Linked DNA regions of Mus musculus: all the other regions are linked to region 1. A link is a contact called in public Hi-C and HiChIP or PLAC-seq data. All regions are on one chromosome and are shown on one strand. The core of a region is the stretch at or near the end of the contact, and the rest is flanking DNA. Distances in the headings are between cores, read along the strand shown. Region 1 overlaps Gm15270 (predicted gene 15270). Region 2 has its middle 27 kb from the start of Enpp1. Region 3 holds the start of Enpp1 (ectonucleotide pyrophosphatase/phosphodiesterase 1).

Region 1 (4,386 bases), core at 605-3,104:
TAGAAGATATTTTATATTTTTATTATACATAATCACTATATTTCAATATGCTTAAGGGTTATACAATAGTCATTTACTACATAGGATAAAAATGATCAATCAAGTATATAACATGATTATTTTTCCAAGAGCCAATTGAGTGTCATTATCTGAAAATCACTGTCATAGATGGAGGTGACTTGTCGAACTGAAGACTAGCAAACATAATGGTTTTTCCTAATAGGGAAACAGGAAGCCTTTTGGGTCATACAGAATAGCTCTTCATCTGAACTTAGAAGTCAAAGTTCATATGCAAATAATTACATATGAAACAAGACTAGGTAAAAATTGAGATTATTAGAAAGAAACAGAAACAAAAATCTCTGAAAGTAGAGACAGTCTAGTCAAGCAAGAAGAGAAGAAGAAAGAGGAGAGGGGAGCAGATGGGGAGGACGAGGATAAGGAGGGTCTGGACTGAAGATGGAGGAGGGCAGGATCGCACTCCAGTGCTCTGTGAGAGAACTGCCTCGTTCATTTTGGAGGCTGGAATGTTTTACTAATGCATTTGTTTTCATATGCTTTAATCACATGGTGGTTAAGTTTCTACATAAATTGTTATTTGTAAATCTTGTTTTGCATTAATAGTTTGATACCTATAGTTGTTACATCTTTGCTTTTTGAGAGAAGTGTTTAGATTTTTAGGATTTGTAAAACTAGTGATTTTAAAATACTAAATAACTAAGCAAGAAGAAGGCCCTGGGAATGAAGCTAAGCTGGGCTTCTGATCTGACTTGCATTGTCTTGGGGTTCATCTTTATCTTCACAGCAAACTCTGGTGGTGCGTGGCCACCGTGCCAGCACTGGGGCTGCACATGATAGAGGCAGTAGATCAGGAGTTCTACATCATCATCAGTTACAAGGGGAGTTCGAGGCTACCCTTGGCAACCAGAGACTTTCATCTTGAAAAAATCAAAAGGAAAGAAAAAGACATTTAAAGGAAACCAACATTAAAATACCTTGTATTTTATGCTGGTATTTTCTATCCTCCTTTGTATAATTTCTACCAGTATAATGGACCCCCTAGGATTCTCTCCTATAACTAAAATTCTAGCGATGGTTTTTAGAGTTAGTTGTTATGCTATATATCCAACCTCTGTAGTATTGATAGAACCTAGTGGGGAAACCCCCACCCAAAACCCTTCATCCTATCACTGAAGGGTCTTAGGCAAGCAAATCTCTGTGAGCACAAGGCCAACATAGTCTACAGAGTGAGTTCCAGGCTATATGGACCTATGTAGTGGGACACTATCTCAAAAATAAGAAAGATTTTCATTACATTCTTCATTCTTAAAAAATTTAGATATAATAATCTAAATTTCAGATAGGCAGAGAATGGATATATATTATGAATAATTGAACATACAATATAAAATATTCATAGATTAAAATATAGATATTTATGACAATAATAAAGATTTCATAAACAGTCAATATGTTTTATTGTGTTAATATTAGCATACATTGAAAAAAAGATTGATTGTAAGGTTTTTATCTATTTTGATTCTTTGGGGAATTTTGGTGTGGTTGTTTGTTTGTTTGTTTGTTTGTTTGTTTTTGTTTTCTACTTACCAGTACTTTCTAAACTAGGAATTCAACACTTTAACTAGTAGAACAAAATAAAAACAAGAAGCATAGGTTAATATGTTCTGTGGAATATATAGGTATATTGGTTCTAATCTCCTAGATCTACCCTTCTGATAAGTAGAGTTAATCGGTTTCCTTGGATGAAAAGGCTTGCAGGCTGAGCACATTGGTAAGACTCGTGGCTCCAATTTGATGTAAGCCTTGTATTTAAGGTGAATCATCTCTCTGTGACTCCCCCGGATGTCTCCAGCTGCCTGCCCCCTTGCTTTCTTTGTGCGGTAAGTCAGAGGACAGTATGTACTGTACCTGGGCGGGACAACTTTATTATTTGTTAGAATTTTTCCTAGTGCTAGGTCATTTTGGGCAGGACTCCCTTGCCAACTAGAAAAAGACAGAAGGAAATAATGTCTTCTACAATGGGTGGCATTTGCAAGTTCCACATGACAGTGTTATTTTAACTCAGCGAGAGCAGGGTTTGGCGGTGGCAGCCACATCTACCCTTGGAGTGTGTCGCTGGAGAGAGACAGGTATTACTGAAGCCGCAAGCAAACTGTGCAATTAGGGTTAGGCAAAGGGATTAAGTAATCCAGCAACAGTCACAGTTATATAACAGGCAGATGCTGGCTGGGGAGCAGAGCCGTAACTGAATACTATAGCGGGAACTGCAAGTGTGGCTGCTGCCAAGGGTCACTGGCTGCTTCCATTAGGAGCTTAGTCTGTAGCCAGTTTATAACCCAGACAGTTTAATTCACATCAGGCTGCAACGTGGTATTCAAATCAGGAGCCGAGAGGAGCCTTTTTTTTTTTTTTTTTTTTTTTTTTTTTTTCAACCACAGAACAAATTTATCTAGAAAGGGCTAGAGATTTCAAATCACTTGGGTTTAAAAACCAAGATTCGGGTATACACAATAAGTGTAACGTATAGGATACCATATAGTTATATAGAAGAAGACCCAGATCTAGATTTTCCTGAGCTCCAGATTTAAGGAGGAGAAAAAGGAGGAACGGAGGAAGAAAAAGGAGGAAGAGGAAAAGCAAGGAAGAGGAGGAGGAGGAAGACGAGGAAGAAAAAGGAGTTGTTTCTCTGGACTTAGTAAACTTGTTTTTAATGTACAGAGGAGCAAGAAGACCATTAAGAACTCTGGACTCAGCACTGGGGACCCCTCTTCACCCTGAAGTGACTTGCCCAGGGAATTGTGGAATATTAGGTGGTACTGAAGGCACTGTGCCTCTGGGCTTCCCTGTGTGATTACCTTGGGTTTTAACATTCTTTCCCCCTCTTGTCTATCACTTGTTCATTCAATGAGTTCATTCATGAGCCCAGTGGGAATTATCGCTAAAACATTAACATGCGGGGCCTGAGCCTACTGCCTTTGCATGGCTCTCCAATGAGTCATAAACCAAACTGGAAAAGAAGGAAGGCTTTTGAAGCCAAGTCATGTCTCTATAAAACCACAACTGTTTGCAAAGTGAGTTCAATCAGTCAACCAAACCACCATTTTATCACCTTAATATCTGAAGAAAACTATTGTAGTGGGTTCTTTCTGAATGGTTAAAAATAAAGGTGTCCAGTTAATATTTGATAAAGTGAAAGGTTTTATATAGGCGGAGTTGATGGCATTTATTGATGTATTATATTCAGTTGGCAGGAACTCTGAAATGTATCCAGCCCTCTACTTCATGCACAGTTGTCCGGAAACTCAGGAAAAGCATCCTGCATCAATCAGACCATGGTTCGTTTGTCTCAGAGTGTCCTGCTCTCCTGGATCTGAAAGAATATCCCTCCTGGATAAAGAACAAGATTTTATAAAGTTCGAGATTTAGTTCTGGACCTGCAGACAGAACCTCCTCCTGCGATAATCTCTTAGACATCCCTAAATTCATTTCTTACAGTCCGGTCCGTTTCCTTGACTGAGTTTGAAATCCCTCTGAGTAGAGGGGCACACCCTGCTTCTTGGACTCTTCAATGTATCATACTGGGAACTGAGAAGTGATGTTTTTCTTCTGTCTTACATTCAGTAACAATGTATGCATTGGCAGTGTTGTTTAGGGATCCATGCACAATGTTTCCTAGTTGTCTTCTCCTACAGAATATTATCCTCACAACAAACCTAGGCGAGTTTAAGATGAGAGAAAGAAGAACAGGCAGGGCAACTTCAGATTTTGGCTTTTGTTTACAAGAATCCAGAGATGAGTGGAAACTTAGAAATTAGAATTTTGGGGGTAGCGTTTAAGAGAGATGCAAACAAGAATACTCATGTCTTGTCTCTCATGCACTCTCAGGCCTTCCATACTGTTCTTCTTCTTCCTCTCTGAATTCAAATGTTGCTCTAGTGTTGTGTCCTGTTTATGCTTACTCTTCCCGGTATTATCCTCTAAGTTCATGTCATCGACATATTGAAATTCCTATAAACCAGAAACTCCAAGCTGGGGAGGCAAGCATAATATGGAGAAAATTAGTCAGATGCTCTTGTAATAACTTGGCTTCATTCGGACATTCATTTGTTTTGCAGTTCTTGTCCAGGGTATTATAATATTATTGGAGATGATTTCATAGGTCAAGTGTCACTAAAAAGCCTCATATTTTTATTTAGCCTGGAGAGACCCAAACTTGCCAGAAAGTCAATATTTATCGGGGTCACTTCCTCTAATATTTTTATTTTCTCCATAGCCCAATCCCCATTTTGGGAGTCAAACTGTTGTGTTATCCTGATTTTGTCAGGAATGGTGTGTGACTCCAACTTGACTTCTGTTCACTACCAG
Region 2 (4,386 bases), core at 1,195-3,694, 340 kb after region 1:
CGTCCTTGCTGCTTGCCTGTCTGGCTGTGTCCCCAGCCTGGCTCATTCTCACTTCCTTTGGGTCTGTTATTTCCAGGTGGCCTGGAGCACTGTTTGTGTGTTGTGTTTGTGTGTTGCCTTGCCTTTTTCATCTTGGCATGTTGGTGTCTTGGTCTGGTTTTCTCTTTGTTTTTTGAGACATACGCTTGCTAGTAGCTCAGCCTGCTCTCAAATTCTTAAGCCTTCCCTCTTAGCCTTCAGCCTGGTATTAAAGACATAATACAACCATGTCTACAACATGTAGAATTTTCAGATAAAAAGCAACATTCAAATGTCCTTCCCTAATAAAAATTCTCATGTTCCTTGCCTCTCTTTAGCTACCCTCTGCCTCTTTCCAAATACTATTTTATCATGTGACTTGTATGCTATGCATAATAATAGAGATATTTGCTGCTATTAATATTACTGTGAAAGAAGCCCATGTAAGTTACCATTTTGCTAATAAAATGGTGCTTTGAAATGATTCTCCTGCTTATATCAGGAGCTAAAACTAAGTTTGGAGAGATGGCTCCCTGGGCAAGAGCACTTGCTGCAAGAACATGGTGACATGAGTTCAAATCCCCAGCCCTCATGTGCTGGCTGATAGCCTAGCTCCAAGTTCAGTGAGAGACCTCTGTAAGAGATTGCAGGGCAGGCTATCTGACATCCTCCTCTGGCCTCCACTATATGTGTGTATACTCGACACATGCACACACATACATGCATGCACACATACACAGTTGGACAGAGGCTACATAAATAGTTTTCAAAGAAGCTTACCATAAAAAAGCATTAAGCATAAGCATGGTTTGCTTACATAGCATCTTCTCCATCTAAATCTTCTACATTGTTAGGGACGACATAGCTACAATGTTTCAGACTGGACAATATAGCTACAATGTTTCAGACTGGACAATATAGCTACAATGTTTCAGACTGGACAATATAGCTACAATGTTTCAGACTGGACAATATAGCTACAATGTTTCAGACTGGTCATCTTCTTGATTTAACAAACAGCCTGCAAATAGGAATGGGAGGAAGGAAATATGTGCATCAAATTGAATTATTCCAGTTGGTGGCTCTCCTTAATCCAATCATTGGTGAGACAGCCAAGTCCCTCTTCTTGGCTGGCATCCAACACGGTCATAATAGAACCCAGATGCCAAGAGTTAATAAAGGTGACTTGGATGGAAAGCAGCAAACTGGCAAACTGTCCTCATCTCTTCCCACAGCCAGGATCCCAGGGGCAGCCAGGGCCCACAGGACCCACACTGAGCTCCTGTGTATTTAAACTGACTATCTCATGTAGAGTACTGTGTACATCAGACTACTAAAAATGGCCCACCCTGAGATCATGTGTGTTTAAATTGACGGTTTCATGTAGAGTACTGTGTACATTAGAATACTGAAAGAATGTATGAGGACCTCTATGTTTGTAAAAAAAAAAAAAAAAAAAAAAAAAAAAAAAAGAACTGATATAATACAGTTCTACCTTTGAGAAACTAAGTAAAAATGTTTATGTGTTATTTATCGGTGACTTTTGGAACACTGGAATACTCTTTACATTTTCCCTCCTTTTGGTTCCTTGTGAGAATGGCTTGGTTTTCGTCCCAGAGCCCAGGTCTGTGTTGGCAATGCCCTTCCTTCTCCCCTCTCTGCTGCTCAGTGGCTCCAGAACCTCTGGGTCACACAGGAAGCCAGCCTATGCAACCGCAGAGCAGAGGAAACTCCAGGACCCAGAATGCTGCCATCTCTCATGAAAGGGAGGCAAGGAAGAGAAGAGAGGGAAGGGGCAAGGTGCACATTGGTCAGCATGCAAGCCTTTTGCTAAGTAACTGTACAGAAATCCATCAAAACCAAATTTCATGACTGTGCTCAGAAACTTCTGTGCAGGATTAATCACCCTCTAACCACCCGTTGCTCTCCACATCCTGGAAGCAAGCCCTGTGAATAAGAATGTACTAATGTCTCAGAAAACCATAGGAAAGTTGAAGTCATGTCTGCTAGGAAAACTAGGAAAGCTTGGCCCATGTATTCCATATCTGTAATACTATTTTATATATTCTATATGTTCTCTATAGTCTCTATATTCTATAGTCTGATCATTCACTGAAGGGGAATCAAGATGGACATCTTTATTGTCTGCCACCCGAATTATTGAACCCTGAAATTCCTCCATGATTAGAAGTGACCCTGTGGTCTTTACATTCTGTGATTAGAAACTGGGTTTCTACTGCACAGAGACCTCCAATCTCAAAAAGGACAGGTGTAACTTCCCTAGCTGTGATGGTTTGTACATTCTTGGACCAGGGAGTGGTACCATTTGGAGGTGTGGTCTTGTTGGAATAGGTGTGACCTGGTTGGAGTAGGTGTGTCACTGTGGGTGTGGGCTTAATGCTCTCACCCTAGGTGCCTGGAGGTCTTTTTCCACTAGCAGCCTTTGGATGAAGACATAGAACTCTCAGTTCTGCCTGCACCATGACAGCCTAGATGCTGCCATGCTCCCACCTTGATGATAATGGACGGAACCTCTGAAGCTGTAAACCAGCCCCAATTAAATGTTGTTTTTTCTAAGACTTGCCTTGGTCATGGTGTCTGTTCACAACAGTAAAACCCTGACTAAAACAGATTAGAAACTGTGTTTCTACTGCACAGAGACCTCCAATCTCAAAAAAGACAGGTGTAACTTCCCTAGCCAAGGCCGGCTTCATCTCATCTATGTCGTATGCTGGCCTAGATCTAAAAGCCAAAGTTGGCTTCAGTATCCCATTAGCACCCCATAGATGCTAGGGTTACAATTGCTGTATTACAAAAGCCACTGATTGGCTTTGACACTTTACCTGTAAAATGCAAAACTCTTTCATTGGGATATGAAATATCCTTTCTAGTATTTTCATTTAATAGAAGATTTATGACAACTTGAGATCTGATGCATGAAGGGGGGAAAGAGCATTAGGTTTTTAGCTGACAAAAAGGGCTGCCATGGATGATAAAGTCATTTGGCACATTTGGTTTTACTTTGTGTTGAACTTGCATTGAGAGCATGCTCCTTTGAAAATAACAGTAGCAAACAAGAAAAATGAAAGCCATACCTAATGTGGTCCAGCAAAGCAAGTGATGGAAGGAGCCTCAAGGAAGCACAGTGGATGATCAGGAGAAAGGTATCCCAAAAGGATCCAGAACTGCTTTTAGAACACAGAGATTTCTATGAAATGGTGTCTCCAAGTTCCTTTAGTGGTCAGGTGCCCTGGTTTCTGCTGTGTTCTGTGTTCTCTCTGTCCTCTACCATCCAAAGGCTGTGTTGCCTTTATTCTAACAGCCTGTAGTTCTGCACCCTAACTGCATGTGCTCCCAGGCCATCAGCTTTGCGATTGTTTCAGAACACCGAGCTCTTAGTTCACACTGGTGACATGGTGATACGGCGATCTCTCTAGTATGTAACCCACCCTCAATTCAGAATGAATCTCTTCCCAGTTCAGAACTAGCAGATTGGAAATGGGTTTAATCTCTCATCGGATAGTCTTGGTCTTCCAATCCTCCTACATTGTGGCTTCTATCACCAGCAAGGTTATTACACTTATTTCCAACCATAGATCAGACAGATAAGTAATAGAGCCTAACGTTGGCTGACATTTTGAGTGTTGCAGTGACTAAATAGAATCAAGTCCTTGCCCTTTGGGGGAAGAGGAGATGTGGGTAAGATACAAAGTATTATTAGTAAGTATTATAGGTTCTATGGATTAAAGTCGGAGGGATCCAAGGGTGTTCCTGGGGATGGTTGCAGTTTTAGTTGTGTTCGTCAGAAGAGACTGAGAAGGTGATATCAAAGGCTTGAAGGAGGTGATGGAGACTCATCGAGGGAAGACTTACAGGAAGCAGTACCCATCAGGTGTATAGCTCTAAGGCTATAGACAGCCTGGTCTTTTCTGAGACCTGCCCAGATGATCAGTGCAGCATGATCCTCAGCCAGGAATGTGGGTTGTAATGACAGACAGCAGGTAGATAAGATGAAAGAGATAAAGAGGCTGGCCTTGGAAGACAGTCTGACTGGCATGAGTAACAACCTGACTTTCTCCTTCCTCCTAAAACTTGAATACTCCAAATACTTCTTCAAGACTCTCCTCTAAGAAGTCAGTAGGACTTCCCGTTCTTTATTTAGAGAACAGCCAGAGGATTCACTGTGCACATCCAGATCATGTCCCCTAACTGGACCCTCTTCCCATTTAAGGCAACTTATTTCTTGGTTCCCTCAGTAGGAGTGATGTCACGTTTTTTACAAGTATTTTCTTATTTGCTCTCTGTTGCTATGGAGATATAAGCTTGTGGAGACGTGTTTGCTGATGGTTTTTCAGCCATTTAATCTGA
Region 3 (4,386 bases), core at 958-3,457, 320 kb after region 1:
ACACACACAAGGTATACAAACATACACACATGTATACATATATGTATATACATATGTATATATGTGTGTGCGTGTTCATGTGTGTGCATACATACAATGGAATTGGAGGAACTATTACATTACTCTGGGCCTCTGTTGAGAACATTGGACAGCTGGAGTGGGGGATATTTATATATATGTGTGTGTGTGTGTGTATAATATATATTTATATAAATTATATATGTAATATATTCACACATATATGCTAAACAGTCACACACATAAACTAAAAATATATAAATATCTAAAAATTATCTGAGACAAGAATTTGTTCTAATTCATAAAATATGCCGTAACCAAATATACCAAATATTCATAGTTGATCTGTTTGAGGAGATTCTAGGGCATGCAGCAATTTCTGAAGTGTGCCATCAGAGCCGTTTGTAATGCTGGAATACTGGCCAACCAAGCGACCGCAGGTGTCAGAGTGAAAACTCTGTGATCTACAGGTGGACCTGTGCTGACATCTATTGTGGGCCTGTATGCAAATGAGTAAAACTGAATTCAATAACTGGAAACCCTTCAATGACTTATAGTAAGTTTATAAATATGCCTTACAATTTCATAAACATTCAGTGTGTCTTCATTGAGTATCTCACAGTAGGTAAGAGTACTGAAACTCAATAATTTAAGTAGTCCTGTAACAATTGCGATCTTCCATTAAAAAACATACAACAAAAAGTCTTACTAGACTCAAACTCACTAAATGCCCATCAATATCATATGAGTGACATACGATACAAAATTATATCCTGGGAGACAGCCGCCTGCGGTTTGGGAGACTTCTTTGAACCTCAGACTTATTTTTAAAAAACTAAGGATATGACACCATCCCTTAAGTCTCGGGATTCTGGTTCTCAAAGTGCTACGGTGTCTGCATAGAACCTAAGAACAGTGGAAATGGAAATGATGTCAAAAGGAGACTTTAAACATCGGAAAGATTTTTCCACAAAACAGCGCTCAAGCCAGAATGTGTAAGAATATGTTTTAGGGTGTGCTAGTCACAGAAAGCTGTGGTTTGCACGTACTATAAAATAACTAACTACCTCCTCCTTCAGTTCTGAATTTATTTCCCGCAGTCAGTCCCATTGAAACTATGCTATGCGCTCTCATTTTAACACAACACAGCGGAGCTTGAGAAGAATAATGGAAGTCCCCACCAATACTTAGAACCACCACACAGGACTCAGCCTTTCTGACCCAAGGAAGATCCCGAGTGAAAATCGGCGTCCTGTTTCCAGAAGTTGGTTGTGGATGCTACAACTGGTCTAACAGAAGAGCAGAGGGATATAGCAGGCAACTGTGCCTCCGGGCAACACACAAACAGCGCTGTCTGTGGTTCAAAGAGTGGGCAATGAATCCCGGGCCTCTTCCCAGTCACATAAACATGAACGTCAATGGGGCTTCTAAATAACTGTCTGGAAATACCACTACAGAGCCAAGCATGGGTGTTTTCTAAAGTTCCCGATACTTTCAAAAGCTGTGATAAATCTTTCAACTGCAATAAATTCACCTAAAGCCACGAGCACCACCTGTACCCTGACCTACGCCACCTAAAAGACTACAAACATCGCTGCGCTATCCTAAGACTAGCCGATTTTTTGTTTCCGCCTCCAAATGTCCTGTATTCTCTGGGGGAAGAGGACGGTATGTCAAGGTGACTATTTTAGCAGCCTGCTCCTGCTGGGAGAGGGGTAAGGACCCTGCAGGTCACCCGGTGCCGGCGCAGGAGGCGCCCACGCTCTCCCATGCCGGGTGCCGACCTGCTCGCTCTCGCCCCTCCCGGGTGTCGGGTCGCGGCAAGCACCGACCTACCAGCGACAGCACTTTGTAGGTGTTGGGGTCTTTGGCAGGGCGGGCACGCTCCGCCTTCTCCAGCGGCTCCTCTCCTAGGTCCATGGGCGCGAGCAGCGAAGCCGCGGCTGGTGACTCGAGCTCGCGACCGTTTCCCGCTGACCCGTGCCGGGGCCCGTGCCCTGCCTGGTCGCCGTCGCGCTCCATCGCCCCGCTCTGCCCCCGCGGGCCGAGCTTTAATAGGCTCGCAGCCCCGCCCCGCCCCGCGCCGCCCCCGCCAGACCCTTGGCTCCCAGCCCTCGGCCAGCGCTCCGGCCCGAGCCGCTCAACGCCCCGGGTATTTGGCTTCCTGTCTGATTTCGGGCCCTGGGCGCGTGGGCTATTTTGGGTCCCTGACGTGGGCGTGTCTTTAACTTCCACCCCAAACCCTGTCCCCGCCCGCGATCGTGGCACCCTACGAACCCTTGCGGAATCCCCCCGCGTAGCCCAACGAGGACTGGACTGGAATCGCTGTGTGGTCTGCAAAGAGTGTGAGATCTTGGAGCCCCAAAAGTGAGAGGATGCAGCGACCCCCGAGGTCTCAAAGGCCGGACACCGGTGGCCGGGAGCAGACCTGCTTTGACCAGGGAAATGCAAACGAGCGCGTGGGGAGGTGACTTTCTTTTTCTCCCACAAGTGCAAACGAAAATTCTCTACCTGGAGCTGCTAAACGTGGGGCACGGGGTTTACACAACACTGATGGGTTTGCACAAACACACATATGGGATGTGTGGCGTCCGGGGTTGCTATCCTATTATATTTACATATTAGCTATTTTAGACTTCCGGAGGCTTCCGGGTGTCTGTGTCTTGCTTCTCCGAAGTCAGCACTTTAATTGATGAGCAGAATCAAGACTCTAACTCTATGTGATGAGCTTATTTTTAAAACAGAACGTGAGCAGTAGGCTTTAATTCTTGATGGGATTTGTTTCACCTTTGATTCTTCAGCTTTACACTCCTTCCCATCAGCAAAACCACACCTCCCAGAACCCAAAAGCAGAAGCAATGTGACTGAACACAGTGACTAAGAAAAATCACAAATTAACAAGACATCCCTTACCTGCTTTGTTTATATACATCACATTATATCACATTCACTTTTGAAGTTTAACGGGTGTAAATTGGGTTTGTCCCCTCTCAAACTGTCAGCACGGACTGGGGAGGGCAATCAACAGGTAAAGTTCTGGTATTCGCAAGCATGAGATTCTAAGGGCAAATCCCAGACTCCAAAAACCCTGTAGCCTGAGCTTGTAATCCCAAAGTAGGAGGCAAAGGCATATGGATCCCAGGGATGGCCAGCCAGCCAGCCTAGCCTATTTGCTAAGTTCAAGGCTAATAAGAAAGGGTCCCAGAAAAAGGTGAGCTGGGCTTCAGACGAATGACAACCATTGGTAGTTCTGACTTCCACTTTCATGCATGTGTGCAGATACAAACCGGAACACAGACATACAGAGAGAGAGAGACACACACACAGAGAGATAAAGAGAGGTAAAAATAAATTAAAACAATGTGAACACTTTCAATTTGTTCTGACTTCATTCATTCAGACATTTAATAATGAATCAACATTTTGAATGCCATATGTATTAAAATGTGAACATTTTCATATATATGCATATATGTATATATAGTATGGGGTGAGTCAGCAAGGGGCTAGAGTAGGATTAAACCGTAGAGAGAAGGGTCTGCATATAGATACCCAAGCCACACAGTAGGACCAATGAGTGACAGCAGGAGAAAAGGCCACCCTCAAAAGCAATCTTTAGTTTATTTTTTATTATTATCACTACATTACAAACCACCCACTAGAAACAGGTCCACCATTTCATACTCAAACATACTTTTTACCCCAAACTTGGTTCTGGGTTGTTTTTTTTTTTTTATTATTTGAATGTTTCCATAAACCAGATGGAAGGCCAAAGTTTTACTCCACTGAAACTGGCCAAATACACGTCAAATTTTCTAAAAGCGCTCAACAGACAGTTTCCAAAGCGGCCTTGAGTGTAAAAGAAAAATCGAATAAGTGTATTGTCAGCAACCCAAAGCAATTAATGACGTTTCTACTGTCCTCATTGGAAAAGCCAATGCTGTCTGCAAGGTTACAATGTCTCAAGCAGCTGAGGACAGCCAGGAAGCATTAAAGACTGATACAGCCCTCTGTAGACAAGACAGAAAGAGAGCAAGTTGGCCTCTTAGCAACAGTTGCCAAGGATTATATGTCTAAGGTGGAGACTCAGAGTTTTTAAAAACAAGAAGGAAATTTAAATCTTTTTGTGAGTTTTCTAGAAATCTTGTACATACACACACACACACACACACAGAGTCTTTAAACACTTTTGAAACCAAACACAATGTAGCCCATCTGCAGGGTGGACCTGGGAAACAGGCCACCAGGATGTGGCTTCTGCCCTGTGTTGATGCCTAGCCTGCACCATGGGGTTTTATAGGTAGTTATGAAAACCTAATTAAACTTCTAAAATCAGAAGAGTACAACCGTGTCCAGCACGCCGTTCAG

The links. Hi-C and Micro-C count contacts between places; a contact is called where the count stands out from the background. HiChIP or PLAC-seq counts read pairs in DNA pulled down with a chosen protein or histone mark.
Region 2: a FOXA1 HiChIP or PLAC-seq map of pancreatic cancer cells shows a contact between it and region 1. The contact joins two enhancer-like sites. A contact is called at or near these places in 1 of 15 datasets of contacts at CTCF or cohesin (the NIH/3T3 cell line) and 1 of 115 datasets of contacts at active chromatin or transcription factors (pancreatic cancer cells).
Region 3: a Hi-C map of muscle stem cells shows a contact between it and region 1, with 2.3 times the contacts expected there. The contact joins the promoter of Enpp1 here to the enhancer-like site in region 1. A contact is called at or near these places in 2 of 39 promoter capture datasets (embryonic stem cells and liver), 1 of 484 Hi-C or Micro-C datasets (muscle stem cells) and 3 of 115 datasets of contacts at active chromatin or transcription factors (embryonic fibroblasts, embryonic stem cells and pancreatic cancer cells).

Annotation. Positions count from the first base shown.
Region 1 is chr10:24,394,342-24,398,727 of GRCm38.p6, forward strand. The region is part of intron 3 of Gm15270 (predicted gene 15270); the gene reads right to left. Among named protein-coding and RNA genes, the nearest start is that of Gm40615, 64 kb to the right of the region's middle. Within about 2 kb of position 1,855, at least 66 of the 459 cell types and tissues checked have an H3K27ac peak or open chromatin away from gene starts, as enhancers often do. A contact at or near this core is called in embryonic fibroblasts, muscle stem cells and pancreatic cancer cells, where this site is marked.
Region 2 is chr10:24,737,452-24,741,837 of GRCm38.p6, forward strand. No RefSeq gene overlaps it. Among named protein-coding and RNA genes, the nearest start is that of Enpp1, 27 kb to the left of the region's middle. Within about 2 kb of position 2,445, at least 12 of the 459 cell types and tissues checked have an H3K27ac peak or open chromatin away from gene starts, as enhancers often do. A contact at or near this core is called in pancreatic cancer cells, where this site is marked.
Region 3 is chr10:24,709,952-24,714,337 of GRCm38.p6, forward strand. It overlaps Enpp1 (ectonucleotide pyrophosphatase/phosphodiesterase 1), which reads right to left and starts at 2,208. Exons shown (of 25, transcript NM_008813.4): 1 at 1,855-2,208. The coding sequence starts at 2,040.